2 separate regions of the Triticum aestivum genome follow, and region 1 is linked to region 2. The links are chromatin contacts, called in public Hi-C maps. All regions are on one chromosome and are shown on one strand. The core of a region is the stretch at or near the end of the contact, and the rest is flanking DNA. Distances in the headings are between cores, read along the strand shown.

Region 1 (3,635 bases), core at 906-3,405, 570 kb after region 2:
TATGGTTTTGCCATGCGTGCAGCTTATATCAGCACATTCTCTAACAGGCCAGCAACATCCTAGTCAGTTATAGCAGATAAAAAAGGTTCTTCCTTCAACATAATGAACTGATGTTTCATCAAATATTTAAGTTCTTACAAAATTAATCATCAGAGAAATATCCAAAACACTATGTAGAAAGAGGATTTTTATTTTGTTGTCATCATAGCAAAATTTGGTGACTTAAGGTACCATACGTGACAAACCTACATCCATGTCAGCGAAATCACGCCTCAAAGTTCTTCGAGGAACCAGTTCTCTATATTCAGGGGTGTATATCTGTTTGTGCAGTACGTGTGAGCGTACAAGTATGTCCAGGGAGAGGCAGGAGAGGGGGGGAGGGGACAAAGTTATAGAAGTGCCTTTCACCAATTCGTTGGGTATCAGTTTGAAGATCGTTTTTGCATACAGGAGTACACAGTAATACAACAACAACAACAACAACAACAACAACTAAAATGTGAGCACACAGTACAATACCTGGAATGCAAGCTTGGTCCTAGCCAAGTCCAAGGGATAAGTGCACAAGACTGCAGTCCCCCCTGATGCTGAGCCTGCTAAAAGATCTACCACAGGTCCTGTGCCAAGTGTAGGGCAGTTACCCAAGATCCAACACCTGTATCGCTCATACGCCATATAATGTAATGCAGCATAAGGAACAATTCTTAACACACTGGCACCATTTCCCCTGAAGTAGTACCAAGACATGGTTAGCTGAACATATTATATGCATCTTCTGTAATAATAGTATACAAGTAATGACTTGAACTGCAACATACTTGTAAAATCCCAAGACGCCATCATGTTTTCTCAGTTTATTCAAGGATTTCAGAACTCCGAGAGACCTGAACTCATTTGTTCTAGTCTGCAGAATCAGAAAGTAAGAATGTGTTAGCAATCATAATCATTTAGAAACTTATAACTTGAATGAGAACATCTAAACCTCCCAAAATAGTATCACACACAAATTAGGCATGCAAAACCAATGAAGCAGCTGGTAGCTACTGCTGCCTCTTGCATATAAAAGACCAATGGAAGCAGACACTATCAATCCTATGGAAGTGGAACTTGCTACCTGTCACATCAAGAATAGCCTTCTTTACAAAAGATGAATAAGAGGATTCACCAAATGGCACCACATGTTGCATGGAGAAGATCTCAGAATGCTGAGAAAATCTCTCATGACCATATCCCAGCGACGCAGCCCTCCAAAATCTCTCATGCTTAATGGAACAACGTTAATAGACCTAGGCATGTTTATGGCACAGAATGTAGAAGCGCGTCTAGCACAGCCTCACATCTGCAAGTCTGCAACTGCCAGGCGTGCCATGTATCGGTTTCACTGACACAGAGCTAATGTTCTATGTCAACAGAACTGATGCACAAAGGCACACTTGCGCATCAGTTTCATTGACACGGAACTCGTGTCAAGGGACGTGCAGTCACATTCAATCACAGGCTTAGGAGAAGCGTGTCCTTCTCAATATTAAGGAGCGTGTTATCACATTCACAAGGCTTCAAAATCGCCTTTCGACTAACAACAATCTTGACGTTGACATATCATGCCTAAAGCCGCACACCCACGAAAACTCAATGAACGAAATCTCTATGATCCATGTGGGCCGAGGTGCAGAACGAACCTGTAGCAATATCTTGAGGCGCTCGAGCGGCGCGATGGCAGTCTTGGAGAAAGCACCGGCGACCCCACCGGCAATCATCTCCTTGGCGAAGACGGGCATGAGGTCGAGCGCGCAGAGGTCGACCCGGGCCGCCGCCACGGCAGCCGAGCCCTGCGAGGGGGTACCCATGCCGACGGCGCGCTCCTTTCATCCAAATCAAGCACCCCCAGCGCGAAGAATATCCTCCTGGGGCGCCGGCCCGAAGGATCCCACCGGGCGGGTCACGCGCGCGGCGGTCCGGTCAGGCCAGCCCAGCCTTGCGGCCCACGACTCCCCCTCCGCCGCCGCCGGATTTGACCGAGGCGACGCCCTGCTTCCCACGGCCACGGGGGTCGATTTGCTGTTTGCTCTTGCTCCTTTTTTCGGAGATTTATTATATATAATAAAAATAAATGTTGAGGTAGGACGGGGGAAGTGGCGTGGTGGCGGTGGCCGAAGGGGCGATGAGTAATATGCGGGAGAATCTTCGCGGCCAAACCTTAAATATCAACGCCGGTTGCCAGGAAAGCAGGGCGCCCTACTACCCGTGCATGGAAATGTCTGGCGAGTCTTGTTCCGAAACGTGCAGTCCAAGGAGTCGTACACGTGAAGAGTCCAAATCGCATTTTTCCATTTTTGAGAATCCGCCCATCGTTCGGCGGAAACATATCCGATTTGTGCAACGTCAATGCAAAAAGATATTACACCGAAGGAGTATGAAGGAATCATCTGGTAATAATAATTTTTTAAAGGGGTAGTAATGAGTTTTTATCCGTTTTGGCACTAACTAGCAAAAAGTCTCGTACGTTGCAACGAAAAAAAACATAATCTTCAATGGCCATAAACATATTTTGCTACATCACCAAGATACACTATCACTCCCAATTTGGTAAAATCATGAACAATTTTGGAATCATGAAAACTTTTTAAAACTCATGAACATATTTGAAATCATGAACATCTTTCAAATTCATTTACACTTTAACAAATTTTTGAACATTTTCTAAAATAAAGAACATTTTGTACTATTTGCAAATATCTTTTAAACATTTTTCTTGAATTGGCAAACATTTCTAGAATCGACGAACTTTTTTTGGAAATGGATGAAACAAATTTTGAAATTCACAAACATTTTTTTAATTAACTAACATTTTTTGAAATGCATGAACATTTCCGGAACATTTGTTTTTAAAATTTTGAACTTTTTTGAATAAGTAAACATTTTTTCACAAAATCATGAATATTTTTTGAATACACAAACATTTTATGATTTATTAAATAATTTATTTCAAAATACACATTTTTTTTAAAATGAAACTTTTTGAAAGTCCCGAATTATTTAAAGTAAAAAAACAGAAAAGAAAAATAAAAAAATTGAAACTGAAATTTAGAAAAAAGGCCGCCCGGACATGGGCCGGCACAAAAGGGTCGGGCTAGGCGGGGGATTACCCTGCGTAGAACATCTTTTATCACTTATAGGTGGCATCAGTGGGTAATATTTTGCAACACTAGGGGCAATTTCCGTGACGTACCGCCAGAATTAATTACTCCTCTATTACTAAATTCGAATAGCAAACACGCCCCTGCGTTGCAACGAGAGAAAAAAAACAACACACTTCTACTCTCTAGCCCAACAAATATGGCTCAAAACCCTCGAACATGCCATTCTACCCGTGTCGTTGCTTATCCTTCTTTTCACCCTCGGTGATGACAGTGATCACGATGTCCATATGATCCTAATGCGTTTGAGCGTGACAAATCTCAAGGCGATGAGCCGAGCCACCACACGACATACCTGCCATTCTATTGCTCCAAGCAATGGAATGTTTAAAATGTTAAAACTAATCTTGTTGAGCTGGATGTGAAGTTTTTGTCTGCGAACTACCGTGTAGTCTGGGTGGCGCGGCCATCGTTGCCGTTGAGCCAAGCTCATGTAAA
Region 2 (3,897 bases), core at 956-3,455:
CTGAAGATTTTTGCCTGTCACAGTTGTGAAAAATAATACAAATTTTAACAGAAGATTCCAAAATGACCTTACTTCCCCATTATCAACATATAAACAAATACCATTGTTCCTCCAATTTAGTAAGGTTTTTGTTGTACATCTAATTGCAGCATTGTCATTAATTCTTAAATAGAAATCAGGTCTCCCTTTTGTCAAAAAAGAATATCATTAATATTATAGGATGGAGCCAAAGTAAAGCTAACTTATGAGTTATTACCATGCTACTCCCGGTGAGGTCCAAAGCAAAATACCAGATCAAGAGACAAATAGATACACATCGCAGTACTATGATAGATAAGTCATCAGCAGAAGAGAGTTAACCACTGGAGACACGACACAGGTTTTTATCTAAAAAGATAAGGTTCAGGTGTCAAAACAGGGCAACTTCTGTGTAATACATTTTTTCTATCATTGGATTATCAGTGAGGTGTGCATCACATGCTTCAAATGGCTAGACACTTCGAAAATGTAGTTCACTGACAACATACATTCTACATTATAAATTGCAGAAACTTATTGATTTACACTTAAACTAGCCTCTAATAAACGTAATTGGTATATGATGCTCTGAAGTTGAGGATATAATGAGTTATATACTTATATGTACTGTTCTTGGCCACAAACAATAGCAATAGCATGGTCCAGTATGCTTCTCACTAAAAGACAAAGTGGACAACAAGTAGAAGGATTCATGTACTTCTACAGCTATGATGCTATTTTTGGCTCTAAATGGAGTTTGAGTACAAAGTTTTGTTCACAAAATAACCTTATTTGCAGCTGGCGAGCTTGGAACCCCAACATTCAGCAGGCACCCTTTGAGGAAAGTTCCCTTCTCAATATCTGCCAAGGCAGCATGTATCAGTGGCAAACACAGCCCAGCTGCATCCTTGAAGTCATTGTCTTTGGTTTCATCCTTCTTCCTAGTTGCATATATGCACCACTTGTTATTAGCTTGTGTTTACCGAGTGAATAAACCATACCAGAAATGATATAGTAGATTTGGGACACAGTTTTAATGTGACTAATCGCATACCCACCAATTCAATGAGATTGCAATTGAAGGTACCCCACACATTAAAGCCTCTCTTGCAGCAGCAATGGCAGAAGAGTGGAACCTACACAGATTTGTAATCAATTACATAACTAAACTGAAACAGACTATAAATGGGCCACTTGTGAAACAAGAGCATACATCTCATAGCCGCAGTTTGACCCAGTATTGATACCACTGATCACCTGCAAACCAAATGGAATCATCCTCTCAATGACAAAGGATAATAAATCCACCTTTTCCCCTAAGCATAGTTAACAAGCACAATACCAAAGCAGGTGCCGACCAAGAAAATAGCCTCCCAGATAATGCCAATGAGATAGAATCCACAGGCGTCCCTACATTAAGAGTCATCGTAATTGGCATAGAGGAAACTCAATACCCAACAGATGAGAAATGGTAATGATACAAATGGCGCACAAATGGACGAAGAACCCTCACCTGATATCTCAAAAGCCTTCGCCCCTGTAAAATGGACGGATGTCGCAGACACAGTCTCCCGGATGGTAATGGAGTGACCACAGACAGGCTTGTCCCTTCAAATTAAAGAAAAATATTGTGATTAAATTGCTCTAAGAACCACAGGGATGATGATTAATGATGGATTAGGGAGTTACAGCAGTTCACAAAAAAATCCAGCCAGAACGATGAATCTCAAGAGAAAAATGTAACGAGAAATCAGGAGGTTGGGCGTTCGGATTGGGGGACATACGATTCAGGGGCGCACACGTGGACGTCGCATCGGCCGCCCTTGACGAGGGCGTCGACGAGCGCCACGAGACCCGGCGACTGGATCCCGCCGGCGCAGGTCAGAAGTACGACAGGCTTAGCCGGCGCGTCATCGGCCGCCGTCTCCGCTGTCGGGGCCTCGGCCTCGGCCGCGGTGGAGCCGGCGTCCTCGGGCGAAGGCGGGCGGCGGGAGGCGAGGACGGACTGCAGATTGGACACGAGCCCCGAGGGGAGGGGATTGGGCCTCCGGGACTCGTCGCCTGAGCTCGCGGCCATCGGTTTCGCCGGAGAGATGGACGGGCGTTGGGAGAGAGAGAGGGGGAGGGGGGTACGGAGGGAGGGAGGAAGAGGCAAATGTTCCAGGCGAAGCGGAGGAGGAAAATGGAGTGGAATGGGGTGGGCGCGCATAGTTTATGGATTTATCCAGACCGGGCCCGCTTTACGTGTCGAGCGAGCGTCTTTTTGACCCGCACAGATTTGAGGGAAAAGTCAAGTACTGCTCAAGCAAAAGTGTGCCAAAATTGCTTTGTCAAGTGTCATCGTTCGTTAGTTAATCTCACCCTTCAGTCTCTTTTCTTGGGTTACCTACTCCACGATCTTCGATTGTAAACTTCCGACTGTTTTTTTACATATATAATAATTTTATGCCCGATCCCATCCGTTTGATTTGTCCCTAGTTTTGAAAAACCCTCGTGTCAGGCCAAATCCATGACCCTATCCTGTCCGGCCCGTCCGTTTGAGGTAAAACGGACAAACCGGGCGGCCCAGCGCGCGGGAGCAAATGGACTTTTGTCCGTTTTGTGCCCGTTTTCGACCCATCCACGACCCAAGTTTGCGCCGCTTTTGGGGTGAAACAGACACCACGCGGACGCGTCGGCTGTCTGCGCATGTCCTCCCCTGGCCCGCCCGTCGGTGGCACAGGGCGGGCCTTTTTCTATCCGCCCCCCTCCCTCCCTCCGGCTGCACCCCACTCCACTCTTCTCCACTCTTCCCCACCTTTCCCTCGCCGCCGCCGCCGTCGGCGCTGCCATTGCAGCCGCACAACTCGGACGCGCGCTCGCCCAGCCCCTTCCCTCGTCGCCGCCGAGCTACCCAACCACGGCCACCTGGTTTGCGCACCCGCCAGCCGAATTTGGGGCGGATCCGGTTGGTCTTGAGCTCGCCCTGCTGTGGGAGGCCGGGCCGCGCCATGGACTGGCCGGGCACGTCGCCGGAAGGCCCTGGCAGGGCCGCAAGGCCACATGCAGGCAGTGACTCGTCCTCTAGCCGCTCGGATCTGCACAGTCGGTGGTCCGCCGGCAGATACACGAATGACGGTCGGCCGGGCTCGGTGCTTGCCCAAAAGCTCGTCGGCGCACCGTTGTCCCTCATCAAGTGTGACCACTGCCCAAGGATGGTCGTGCGCCGCGTGTCTACAACGCCGGAGCATCCCGAATGGATGTTCATCAAGTGCTTAAACGATGAGGTATGTGCTCTTTTTAGCTTCGGTTTGTGCTCTCGGATTAGACTAGTTGTGCTAACTTTAAGTTTTATTGTGTAGAATGGATACAAGTTTTGGTATTGGGAAGAAGAGTACATCAATATATTGATAGAGTGAAATCTAGTACATGTTCGTGCACTTTTAGCTAGCCTAGAGGCTGTAGATGAGACAAGTGCACTTGTTGCTAGATTAGAGGCTAGGCACGATACTACGTGTGAGGAAGCAACATCGACTTCTGGCTTGAAGAAGAAAGGAGGGTGCAACGTCGAGCCTCCTCCACAGATCAACAATGAGTGCACCGAGAAGGCCCTAACCCAACTCAAGGGAGCAGTTATGAAAGTTGGGTATCTTCTCAAATGTATTCTTGTGGTTCTTGTTTTCTTTGGTCTTGCTTTGCTAGTCAAAATATGATGGTGTATTGTCATGTATCAAAAATGAATGATGAAAAAAAGTTTAAAGGACTTGCAAAGAAAAGTGCCCGCGGACAAGATGCGGCCGGGATGCGTCCACGCGCTGGGTGCACGGCCACCGCATCCCAGAAACTATCCGGACACGACCCCATTGCCCTACCCAAATGGAGTTGGCCTCACGCTTGCTA

What was found. Hi-C and Micro-C count contacts between places; a contact is called where the count stands out from the background.
Region 1: a Hi-C map of leaf shows a contact between it and region 2, with 5 times the contacts expected there. The contact joins the promoter of LOC123070384 here to the promoter of LOC123070383 in region 2. A contact is called at or near these places in 3 of 5 Hi-C or Micro-C datasets (all in leaf).

What each region holds. Positions count from the first base shown.
Region 1 is chr3B:464,496,103-464,499,737 of IWGSC CS RefSeq v2.1, forward strand. LOC123070384 (mitochondrial carrier protein CoAc1) reads right to left here and starts at 2,156. Exons shown (of 7, transcript XM_044493588.1): 1 at 1,680-2,156; 2 at 819-904; 3 at 520-727. The coding sequence starts at 1,847.
Region 2 is chr3B:463,925,274-463,929,170 of IWGSC CS RefSeq v2.1, forward strand. It overlaps LOC123070383 (5'-nucleotidase SurE), which reads right to left and starts at 2,206. Exons shown (of 10, transcript XM_044493587.1): 1 at 1,803-2,206; 2 at 1,532-1,626; 3 at 1,361-1,428; 4 at 1,232-1,275; 5 at 1,077-1,154; 6 at 806-959. The coding sequence starts at 2,095.